Linked DNA regions of Mus musculus: region 1 is linked to region 2. A link is a contact called in public promoter capture Hi-C data. All regions are on one chromosome and are shown on one strand. Each heading gives the region's core, a stretch centred on a gene start, on an enhancer-like site or on the middle of the called end of the contact. The rest is flanking DNA. Distances are from core to core; before and after follow the strand shown.

Region 1 (5,615 bases), core at 1,828-4,327, 410 kb after region 2:
TGAAGTGCGTCACTTCAGTGTCTCTGCCTGTAGCTCTGCATTGGTTTCCTTCTGTAACAGCACATGCCCAAATTTTCCTCTTCTAATGAGGAGTACACCAGTCATTTTGGATTCAGATCCATCCCAATATGATTGTATCTGTAAAGACACTACCCCAAATAAGGTCTGATTTGCAGGTATCAGAGCTTGGTACTTTTACTTAACTTTTTTTTTTTTTTTTTCGAGACAGGGTTTCTCTGTATAGCCCTGGCTGTCCTGGAACTCACTCTGTAGACCAGGCTGGCCTCAAACTCAGAAATCTGCCTGCCTCTGCCTCCCGAGTGCTGGGATTAAAGGTGTGTGCCATCACCGCCCAGCAGAGCTTGGTACTTTAAAAATGTCTTATAGGGAGACACAATTCTACCCACAATAGTCTGTCCTCTAGACTTGCCTCCAGGTTGATGTCCTTCCTATGTCCTATCAGTCAACAGACCTGCCCTAACATACAAAATTCCAGCATTATCATTTATGCCTAAAAAAATCATCCTTGAAGTCATTTAAATCAGCAACAAGAGGGACCTGTTGTGTGGGACATCTGGGAAGAATCTAGCGAGATGGAAATCTTTAGTCCGGCAAGTTATTTGCTTTCAAAGTACAGTGTTAGGTTAGACATAAGATGCCCATTAAAGGGAGACAGGAGAGGCAAAAAGGGCCCAGGAGTTTCAAGCCAGTCTGAAACCCAGCAGGGAAAACCCCAGTATTTGAAATGGTCAGTCTTGCCACAACGCTGTACTTCCTTATGCGATCTCACTGCGGGACTCTTAGGGAGTGTTTCAGGCAGATTTTCTTCCGGCCCACCTGGGTACCTGGCAGTGATGGTGAATTGTCCACACGTATCCGAAACTCAGATGCTCACTGGAATGAACATGCTTTTACAGGTGGTTTCCAAACCCTGGCTGTGATGGCTAGCTAATCTTCACTGTCAACATGGCCAATATTAGAAGCGCCTTTGAGACACCCCTCTGGTCATTACTGTGAGAGCTTTTCCAGAAAGGTTCAGTTAAAGAGAGATGGACCTGTCCTGAAAGAGAGTGGTACTGTTCCAGGGGCTGGGGTCCAGACTGGAGAGAAAGGAACACAGGAAGTGCTAAACTAAGTACCAGCACTGAACTCTCTCTGCTTCCATCCACCCCACTGTGAGGGGAACTCATGCTATCACCACTCTAAGCTACTCCTGTGTCCTCTCTCCCTCCCTCCCCCGCCTCTCTCCCTCCCTCCCCCGCCTCTCTCCCTCCCTCCCCCGCCTCTCTCCCTCCCTCCCCCGCCTCTCTCCCTCCCTCCCCCGCCTCTCTCCCTCCCTCCCCCACCTTTTTCCCTCCCTCCCCCGCCTTTTTCCCTCCCCCGCCTTTTTTTTTTTTTCCCTCCCTCCCCCCCCCCCCCCCCCCCCGCCTCTCTCTCTGTGTCCTCTCAACCCCACCTCCCAAAGGCTGGGATACCACAGTCCCTTTTCTGTCTACTGCCCCCCCCCTTCTACCCAGAACAATCTCTCAAGGAAAAATCGAATTTCTCATAATGAAACCCTTCCTTCTAGGCATGGTGGCTCCTGCCTGGAATCCCAGCACCCAGGAGGATGCTGAGGCAAGACTGCCAGTTTGAGCTCAGACTGGGATACATGGTGAGTTACAGCCTGGAACACGGAGTGAGAGCCTGTCTGCAAACCAGTCAAACACACACAAAACCTTCAAAATGTTCATTTCTCCCCTACCAAGGTCTATAAAGCAGATATGACTGCCACCCCTCACGTCACCTTCTGCAGGAGAGATGACTGCACCTTCAAAAGAAAGCTCTGCTTCCGGCAGGACCCTACACCCTGAACCACGGTGGTGTGGCTGTCCTTCCTCTGGAGAAGGCTAGGGGTGTAGAAAGACTTCCCCAAGCTTTCCCAAGTCTGCACTGTCATTTCTACTTTCCCGGGCACTCGACCACAATTTCCCAATGCCCTCCCTCCCAGCCTCTGCCTTCCTTTCATTTTCGCAGTAGGACATTTCACATTAGTCCTGTCTGTACTGATTTAGATTTTAGACTATCGTGATGAGACACTGGGAGTTAGATCGACTCCCTGGTGGGCAGGCAGAGAGAAAGGGGGGGGGGGACCATGGCTAGGTGATGATGGTGGTGAATCTCCAAGATGCCCAGCTTCTTCCTCAACCTACCGTTTTCCTCTCCCACCACCAGACCCCATTGCTGATGGACCTGCTCAATGAAGTCAAGACTGGGTCAGGACATGTCACACAACAGTTCTGGGCCAACCAACCACCCTAGATTTCTTCAAACTCTCCAGCCCTAAATTAGGAGCAGAAGGCTCTGCAGAGGCTTAAAATAATAATAATAATAATAATAATAATAATAATAATAATAAACCCAGCCCCTGAGAGGAGTCTCTCTCTCTCTCTCTCCCTCTTTTTCTCTCTCTCCAGCTTTCTGAGTCCCCTTTGCAGAGAGTCTTTTTCTGTGTGCCTGTTGCAGGAAACACACACCTCACTCACCTTCCTTCTACTCCTAATTCTGTCCACGATGCTTAAGATTTCTCTGCTGCTCCATGCTGGTCTTCAGATTTTTCCTGCCTTTTAATTCTTCGGCTGGCAGAAACAACAAACCTGACCAAGACTCCTAGACTATATCATTCCAAAACCCTTAGACCGTATCAATAGTTTCCAAAGTCAAAATAGATGATAATTCTCCAATAGTTAATTCACATGGCTATACACAACCATAGCTGGTGGGCATGCAGACATGGAAGTGACTTCAACAACTTTTGGAGAAGACAGGTGCCTTGGATTTCGACTGCTTGTGGTTTCTTCTGGATCCTTTCACGCGCCGCCATTGAGTCTCCTCTGAGAATCAAGAAAGCATCAAGAAAGCATCTTGAGTTCTCACATTCATTCCTGGCACCTGTAAAAAGTTCCAATGCCTGACCCGACTTCCTTCTCCCTGTGCCCTAGTACCACTGTCAAACTCAAATCCAGGACGTTTCTTCCTCCAGACACACGAGGGCGCTACGAAACTGGAGCTGCTCAGAAGGCGTGGAGGGCGACGCTCTTCCTAACGATTGTTAGCGTGCTCAAGTCCGGGTCTGCCCTGCGAGTTCCGCGGCGTGGGCTGCTGCCTTGGAAACGCGGGGCGCGCGCTTCCCGAGCCTGGCAGAGCCGGGGTCCGGAGGATGCTGCTGGCGGCCGGGGCACGGTACGCCCGCCGGCTGTGCGGCCGGGGAGCCGCGGCGGCTCTGCAGGGACGCACAGGCCGGAGCTGCGCCCGGGACGTCAGTACTAGCTGGTCCCCGGTGGGCGCCGCCTTCAACGTCAAGCCCCAGAGCCACCTATGGAACCTGTTGGGGGAGCGCCGGGTGAGCGTGCCGTGGGTCTGGGCAGCGCGGGCTCCGCGTCTGGCTGAAAAGGGACTGTGCCGGGATAAGCGCACCCCGGAGCGGCTGACCCAGCGGCAACTCAGCCTTTCCTCTACTCAAGCTCCATTCTTTTCCTTCTGGCTTCAGAGTTCACATTTGCCCTTGGCTTTGTAACGACACTCTTGCTTTGAAAACTCCATCACACCTTAATTGTCCACTTCAGGCTGCTCTGAAACAACCTGTTAAACTAGGCATAGTGGCTCTTGTAAGACAGTCTTGATAGGTAGAGGCAAGAGGGTACAAAAGACAGTCCTTTGGGCTCCGAACTGACTTTGAGACTAGCCTGAGTTGCTTAAGAACCGGCGGTAAAACAGAAAGCACCTACAGAACCCTACTGAGAAAAATCAGATTTCCTGTCGTGCTTTGTAGTTTATTGCATAGCCTACGAAGTCATCAGAATTGCTTGGCTATTTCTACTCTGCCCTTGGTGGTGTTGGACACTTGATAATGAATGAGGAAAAGGCAGGAAGACTGAGGAAAGATTTTTGTCCTAAAACAATGATTTTTCAACCCTTCTAATGCTGTGACTCTTTAATACAGTTCCTCCCGATGCGGTGACCTCAAACCATAAGATTATTTTGTTGCTATTTCACAACTAATTGTGCTACTGTTATGAATTATAAACATCTGATATATGAACCCCCAGGTGGGTTCTAAAAGTGTTTTTTTATTTTTTTATCTTTTCACTGTTGGGCAGCTTTCTAAAGACAAGTCTGGGATATAGCTTCATTGTACTTCATGGCATATCTCTGTGTTTAACTTTGTCTATTTGAAAGTTCTTTCTTATTATATAAATTTTCCTCCAAAACCCATAAAGGTCGATGATGCTGGTATTAGTGGAGTTGGTGTTGGAAGTGCCTTTTAGCAGAAAGATAAGCTTGGTTTTGGGTGGATGAAATAGAACTGATTTCACCTGTATTTTAAACCATTGTTTAGTGTGTGTGTGTGTGTGTGTGTGTGTGTGTGTGAATGCATGCAGGTCTGGAAGGCGCAGGCCAGAGGACAGCCTTTCCGGATCTGTAACCTTCAACCTTTTGGAGGTGGAGTCTCTCTTGGTTTTGCTATTGGACTGAATACTCAGGTTATCGTTCCTGCTCCTATTTGGTTCTTGAGCTTCTGGGCTGTTTTCTTGTTTCTATCTTGATGTAGGAGGACTGCTGGGATTATAGTTGCATGCCACAAACATTTGACTTTCAAGCTTTTTTTATTTTTTTATTTTATGTGTTTTGCCCAAATATATGTAAATTCACCACATGCGCAGTGTCCGTGCAGGCGAAAAGAGGGTGTTCTATCCCCTGCAACTGAAGTTGTAAACAGGTGGTAAACTACCATATAAGATGCTGGGAATAGAACCCCGGTCCTCTGCAAGAGCAGTAACCACTGGGCCATCTCTCCAGCCCTTCTTCCCAAGTTGTTTTTAATTATGTTTTTGTTTGTTTGTGTGTATAGGTGCCTGTATGTCCATATGCCTGGCTTTTAGGACTTGGGATGCATAGATGAGAAGATCTGAAGTTCCAGACTCAGTCACAGGAAACAAAAAGAATTTTAAAGCGTATTTCCATATCCGTAAAAGGGGAATGTACTCCCGGTTCTAGAACTGTGTGATTTAGCTGAGAGAATCTGTGTAAAGTACATGGCACACTTTGGCCTGCGTTATATTAAGCATCAGCTTTCTCAGGGCGCCAGGATTGGTGCTCCAGCTGCTGTTCAAAGATGGTCATTCGCATTAGATTAGTGATTTTATTTTTCTTTATTAAAATACTGGAGTTCCTTAGTTTCAGCCAGTGACTGGGTTTGGTATGTTACGTCTCCTTGTGGGTTATTGGTATTGTGGGTTGGTATTATGTGTGGAGACCTCGCTGTATGTGAGGCACTCATACATACTGTCTGCTTTAGTATGTTTCTGTGCTGACAGGTATACTGCCAGCCTCAGATACTTGATGAGAAAACTGAAGCCCGGGAGGAATGATCAAGTGACCAAGGTTGTGAACTAATTATAGCTGTCATTAACATCTGTTAAGTGCTGTCTGTGTGCCGGGCACTGTTAGAAATTTTGTTGAACTTTTGAATCTTCATTTAGTCTTCCCAGCCTTTTTCTCACGGAGACATGGTGATGACAGCTGAACCCACACCATTCATTTACTTTTGAAAAGTAGGGAAAGCTTGAAGGAGA
Region 2 (5,787 bases), core at 1,804-4,303:
AACTTGGCCTTGGGCCTATGGACATATTGACGCTGTCCCTCACGAAGGCTTTGGGCTGGATCTTGTTGACATGACCACTTCAAGAGCACACCTTGGAAAAGTGTCATAGGCAAGAGTGGACAAGAGCAGAGGCTGGGTGGGATCCAGACTGGCTAACTAGTCTGCAGGTGGCAAGTGCTAGTCCGAACTCAGGAATCACATCCCCAGATCGCCCCAGTTAAATACTTTAAAGGCTCAAGGCCAGTTGCTCTCCCATCCTAAATGCTGTGACCTGTAGTGTCGTCCTCCCCCCAGGAGCAGCCACACAGGGACCTTGAGGGAACCCTTCAACCAGCCCTTTGTAGGCAGTGCTCTGTGTGGGGTTCACCTGATGGAAGATTCCACTTAGTGGAAGATTCTACCTAGCAAGCTTAGGACAGAGGCAGGGCTAGGCGATGTAGAAGACATTAAGATTTCAGCAATACTGGTGCTAGATCTCGAAGGTGTTTTCCTCAGTCTTTTTCTTGTTGTGAATGTCCTCTAGTACCAACTCAATAATGAATCTCCCCTGGTCCCACAAGCAGGAAGCTGACATGGGTTTTCCAGAAAAGTCTGCTGCTCACCCTTTTGTAGAGACCCTCATTAGTTCTGGAGCCGGTCAACCGCTGGATGTTCCCCCCAGCGCCCCTATTTATTCTCTCCAACTTTCACTCTCTAAATCAAGCCTCCACAGAGGAGAAAGAATACAAGGAGACACAGTAACAGACTGAGGTGCCTCTAGTTAAATCACCTTGAATGTCTTGCTTGTCCTTAGAAGAATGCTTCTGTTTGTACAAATATAATCTCTACTTGCCCCATTTTGCAGAGGTGGTGAGGAGGAGGTTTGATTCTAGGGCCTTGGGCAAACTAGAAAATGGTCTAATTCTTTGTTATATCCCAGCTCTTTTTTACTTCATGTTGAGACAGGGTCTTATTGCATCACCCAGGCTGCTCTTGACTCCTCTCCATAGCCTAGTTGGGCCTTCAACTTTGAATTCTTCTGCCTCAGACTCCCATGCAGCTGAGCTTCCAGGTTTGCACCGCCAGGCCTGGCTGTTGCCCCACCTCTTAGCTGGGAAGAACAACTCGCCTTGATTCATACCGCTGGACTTTCACTTCAGCCTGACACTCAACAGCAGGCCTTTAGCTCTACCCATCAGCCATCCTGCTGCTCTGGCCCTCTTCCTGACCTGTGCAGTCCTTTTGATGAAGTCCTTGGAAACTGCTCTCTCTCACATGGGAGAGGAAGTTGGGAGTCCACACTCAGTCTACAGCTCACCTTGCTCACCTTGCCTGTGGTCTGCAGTGGGTTAGCAGAAGACTCTAAGTGTCCTGCTTCCTTCCTCCGCAGGGGCATGGCTCGCCACCAAGGAGCCTTCCCTACACTGAAAGCTGCTTTGTCTTTCTCTTTGAGTATCTATGTCCCAAAGGAATGGTAGCAATCCCATGTTCCTTGATCAGTTTTCTCTCTGGGGATTCAAGAATTCTTATGTAGATGAATTACTTTTGGCCTATCTTGGTAGATGGCAGTGCTCTACTGGTTAAGCAGGCCACCTACTCCAGCTCTTAGACTTCGAGACTTGTGGTTTTTCTAGACTGTTCCTCCCAATTGTGGTCTAAAGCAATTTCAGACTGGCATGGTTACATATATAGTAACACACTTTCTAGCCAGCATGGTGTGTTGATGTGTGTGTGTGTGTGTGTGTGTGTGTGTGTAAAGAACTGAGACAGACTTCCAATTGTCCTCCAAAAGCTTTCAAAGAAATAACAAGTGACTTTCTCTTTATAGTTCTTCATGTCTAATCTTTTGCAGGGCAAACGGGACTCTGTTCCATCATGTCACATGATCAATTAGAGCTTCAGGAAGTGGGCCAGTGAGAGGGCTCAGTAGGTGAGGATTCTTGCCCCCAAGTTTGATAACTGATCCTTAGGACCCACAAGGTAGAAGATGAAAACTTCCACAGGTTGTCCTCTGCTGTGGTACGTGTGTGCCCAGACACATAACACACAATACACACATACAAAAGAAGTAAATATTTTGAAAAGAAAACTCATTTTTTTTTAAAAGTCTGTTGTTGTATATTCTGTCCATAAAGAGTCCTGTTAGTAGGTGGAAAGAGCTGGTGGGGTTTGAACTCTGAAAACAGAAAGGTCCTTTGATTCCAGTCTCAGTTTAGAGCCGTTTTTTCATTGAGATGAGAAAGAGCAACATGACTGCTCAACTCCATGGTCTAACTGTGAACCCTGGAGGCTGCCTTGGCCAACAACTGAATCTGCAGTTCAGTATAAGTACAGTATATAAGTAACTCTGAATCTGCAAAATATAAGTAACTTGTGGAAAATAAATTCAAGAGAAGCAGGAAAGACTGGTGTTTGTATGTAAATAGTATATACAATCAAATAATCACTATATATAATCAATATTTTTAAAATAGGGTTATTAAGGATTATAAAACATGAATCTTTTCCAAATCCTTCCCTATTTTGCTGGCAAGCCCTTGGTTAGGAAAAGCTACAATGTTAGCAGTTGTCTTCAAAGTCAGAACACAGAAACCTTACCCACACAGGTTGTTCTCTGGAACCCAGTTCCCTTTGCCTCTAGACCAGTGGGGTCAGAAGCAACCACAGGGACGACCTCTGACCCCTGTCTGGTTTTCCCCCCTGTCCTATTGGGAAAGACAGCGAGTGGGGTCCTTGGGTGTTCTTAGACAGGGGTAGGCTGGGCACAACAGAGAGAGGTATACTTACCATACCCCTGAATGAAAGAGGAAGACTGAGCCCAGGCCTCTAAGACCCACCTGCAGAGGGATCAGAATTCTCCAACCTAAGTTCTCAGTGTGCTCAGTCTATTGTGACCAATTGGTGGCTTCTGTGACTTAAGCCCCATGTCACTGGGGTGGGGGATAAAAGCTTTGTGGTCTCCCAAAGGACCAGCGAACCCTAGGGGACTGTTGCACTTTCGTTGCTGAGAGCTGCTAATTGGTATTTGACTGACGGCTGTTGCTTCTGTAACAGGAAATCAGAGCCACATGATCAGAATACAGCATCAACCTGAAGAGGACTACATTCGGCACTGGACCAGACGCAGGCGTGAACAGATTGGCATGGTGCCTCTTGGGCTTAGTACCCACACGCTAAGACCTATGTGAAGGACCGGAGAAAGATAGGAGGCTGCATGAAGTCCAAAACAGATGATAAAGGAAAAGGCATTGTTCTTTGTGGACATGGGGGACGCATGTGTTAATTTTTGAAGCTGCGATCCTAGGAAAAGCTGGGCTAGAGGAAGAAGAACCTGAGGTGGTGAGAATCAACGCACTGGGATCCAAAGCCCATAATTATGAATTTCATTTTTTTCTTTCGCCTCGAGGCTGCGATGAAGGCTCTTGCTACACAAAAACCTATGTGGCACCCAGGATATTATATAAGCCCTTGGCAGGAGGGGAGATAGTCCGGTTTGTGCGCTTCAGCCGCCGCAGTTGCAGTAGCCACAGCGCAGCAGCGAGAGCCGCTCAGGTTGATTTAGAACGCGGGTGACAGTGGCCTGGCGCGAGCCTACGGCTGACGACAGCGGCTGATCCCACTCGGTTTCCATGGAGACGGGCAGGAGCCGCGGCGGCGGCGCGGCTGTCAGCGAGCGCGGCGGCGGCGCGCGCGCGGGGGTCTGCGGGAGGCAGGAGCAGGCCGGGGCCCTCGCTGCAGACATGGACTCGCATTGTGAGTGCGCCGCGGAGACGCCCGCCGCAGAGCCGCCGTCGGGGAAGATCAATAAGGCTGCGTTCAAGTTATTCAAGAAAAGGAAATCGGGGGGCACCATGCCCAGCATTTTTGGGGTCAAAAACAAAGGGGATGGGAAGAGCTCGGGGCCGACGGGAATGGTGAGAAGCAGGACCCACGACGGACTAGCCGAGGTGTTGGTGCTGGAGGGCAGCAAGAAGGAGGAGCCGCCTGGCGGGAGCGATCACAGCGGGGCCCGGCCGATCCCCGGACCCCCCAAACCCTCCGGGCCTGGCCTGGGCTCCCTGGCCAGCAGCTCGGTGGCCAAGTCCCACAGCTTCTTCTCCCTGCTGAAAAAGAACGGGCGATCGGAGACCGGCAAGGGAGACCATGCCGAGGCGAGCAAGGCTGGCGGCAAACAAAAGAGGGGGCTGAAAGGGATCTTCAGCAGCATGCGCTGGCACCGGAGGGACAAGCGCGGCAAGGAGGAGGAGGAGAAGGCGGTGCGCGCGGCGGGCCCGGGCAACCTGGTTCTGCCCGGTTCGCTCACCGCCAGCCTGGAGTGCGTCAAGGAGGAGCCGCCCCGAGCCGCGCGCCGCCCGGACAGCCCGGGCCAGGACGCCTCGCGACACGCAGCAGGTGAGCCCGCAGGGGGAGAGCAGGCGCCCGCGTCCGCCGAGAGCGCCCCGGAGCGGATCTGCCTCGAGGCCGGGAGCCCCACCGGCTCTGGCGATCAAAGCTCCCGGGGAGAGGACGCCGAGGGGCATCGGCGCGAGGAGAAGCCCGGGGCAGCCCTCGAGTCGGGAGCCGGTGAGGTCCAGGCGGCCGAGGATGCGTCCAAGACAGGTGACGTTCCGATAAAGACCGTCCCCCTTGTCGACTCCGAAGGTGGCAGCGGCCGGGCGTCTGCTGTCCCTGACCCTTCCTCTGTTGATCCACCCTCAGACCCGTCGGCAGATCGTATTTGTTTGATGTTTTCTGACGTGACTTCACTGAAAAGCTTTGACTCTCTTACAGGCTGTGGAGATATTATTGCAGACCCAGAAGAAGAGGCAGGCCCCAGCTGTGACAAGCATGTCCCCGGGCCAGGCAAGCCAGTTCTCTCTAAAAAGAACGCCAGCGTGGTGGCCTACCAAGGAGGAGGGGAGGAGATGGCCAGCCCGGATCAGGTGGACGACACCTATCTCCCGGAATTCTGGGACATGTTGTCCCAGACTGAGGACCAAGGACAAGGAACTCAAGAAGGCGCAGCGAAGGCAGCCACTGCTTCCGACATCAAGTTGGCCCCTGAGACCTCCAGTGATACCCGGTGTGGGGAAGCAGCCAAGGACATGTCCTCGGTCAAGCGCAGGAGGCTCCACAGAATTCCCATTGAGTCCCAGCAGAAGGAGGAGCCCAAACATCCGGAGAAGGAGCATCAAGAAGGTGTTCCTAACAGCGATGAGGGCTACTGGGACTCCACCACCCCTGGCCCAGAAGAAGAGAGCATCAGCAACAGCAGCAGCAGCAAGAAGGTGGTCATCCCCAGGGATAGCGACAGTGGCGATGCTCTCTGCGATCTCTACGTTGAACCTGAAGCAAGCCCAGCCACCCTTCCTGCCACAGAGGACCCACCCTGCTTGTCCCGGCTAAAGCCGGTGTCTCCAGGCACCATCACGTGTCCTCTGAGAACACCGGGCAGCTTGCTGAAGGACTCTAAAATCCCTATTAGCATCAAGCATCTCTCCAACCTTCCGTCCAGCCATCCGGTGGTGCACCAGCAACCAGCCAGGAGTGAGGTGCCCAGAACAAAAATCCCTGTTTCCAAAGTGCTGGTCCGTAGGGTCAGCAACCGGGGCTTGGCTGGGACCACCATCAGGGCAGCAGCATGCCATGACAGTGCCAAAAAGTTGTGAGGTCCCCAAGGCCAAGGAGGATGGATGGGCCATATGTTAAGGAATACAACTTTCCCCTGGAAACCACTGAAGGAAGTTCGCTTTCTCCAAAGCAAATCATTTAGGACCCACCCTTCTCCATATGGCCTAGAAGTCTTTGTTGGAGACAGGGGCAGGACAC

What was found. Promoter capture Hi-C pulls out the DNA fragments that hold promoters and counts their contacts.
Region 1: a contact with region 2 is called in a promoter capture Hi-C map of liver, with 2.5 times the contacts expected there. The contact joins the promoter of Mipep here to the promoter of Amer2 in region 2. A contact is called at or near these places in 6 of 39 promoter capture datasets (cranial neural crest, embryonic stem cells, hippocampal neurons and 3 more), 1 of 484 Hi-C or Micro-C datasets (Sertoli cells) and 2 of 9 other capture datasets (embryonic stem cells and pancreatic islet).

What each region holds. Positions count from the first base shown.
Region 1 is chr14:60,781,489-60,787,103 of GRCm38.p6, forward strand. Mipep (mitochondrial intermediate peptidase) reads left to right here and starts at 3,078. Exons shown (of 19, transcript NM_027436.3): 1 at 3,078-3,382. The coding sequence starts at 3,200. Mipepos (a long non-coding RNA gene) reads right to left here and starts at 3,061. Exons shown (of 3, transcript XR_001781278.2): 1 at 2,985-3,061; 2 at 2,526-2,873.
Region 2 is chr14:60,374,639-60,380,425 of GRCm38.p6, forward strand. Amer2 (APC membrane recruitment 2) reads left to right here and starts at 3,054. Exons shown (of 1, transcript NM_028113.4): 1 at 3,054-5,787. The coding sequence starts at 3,609. The coding sequence ends at 5,627.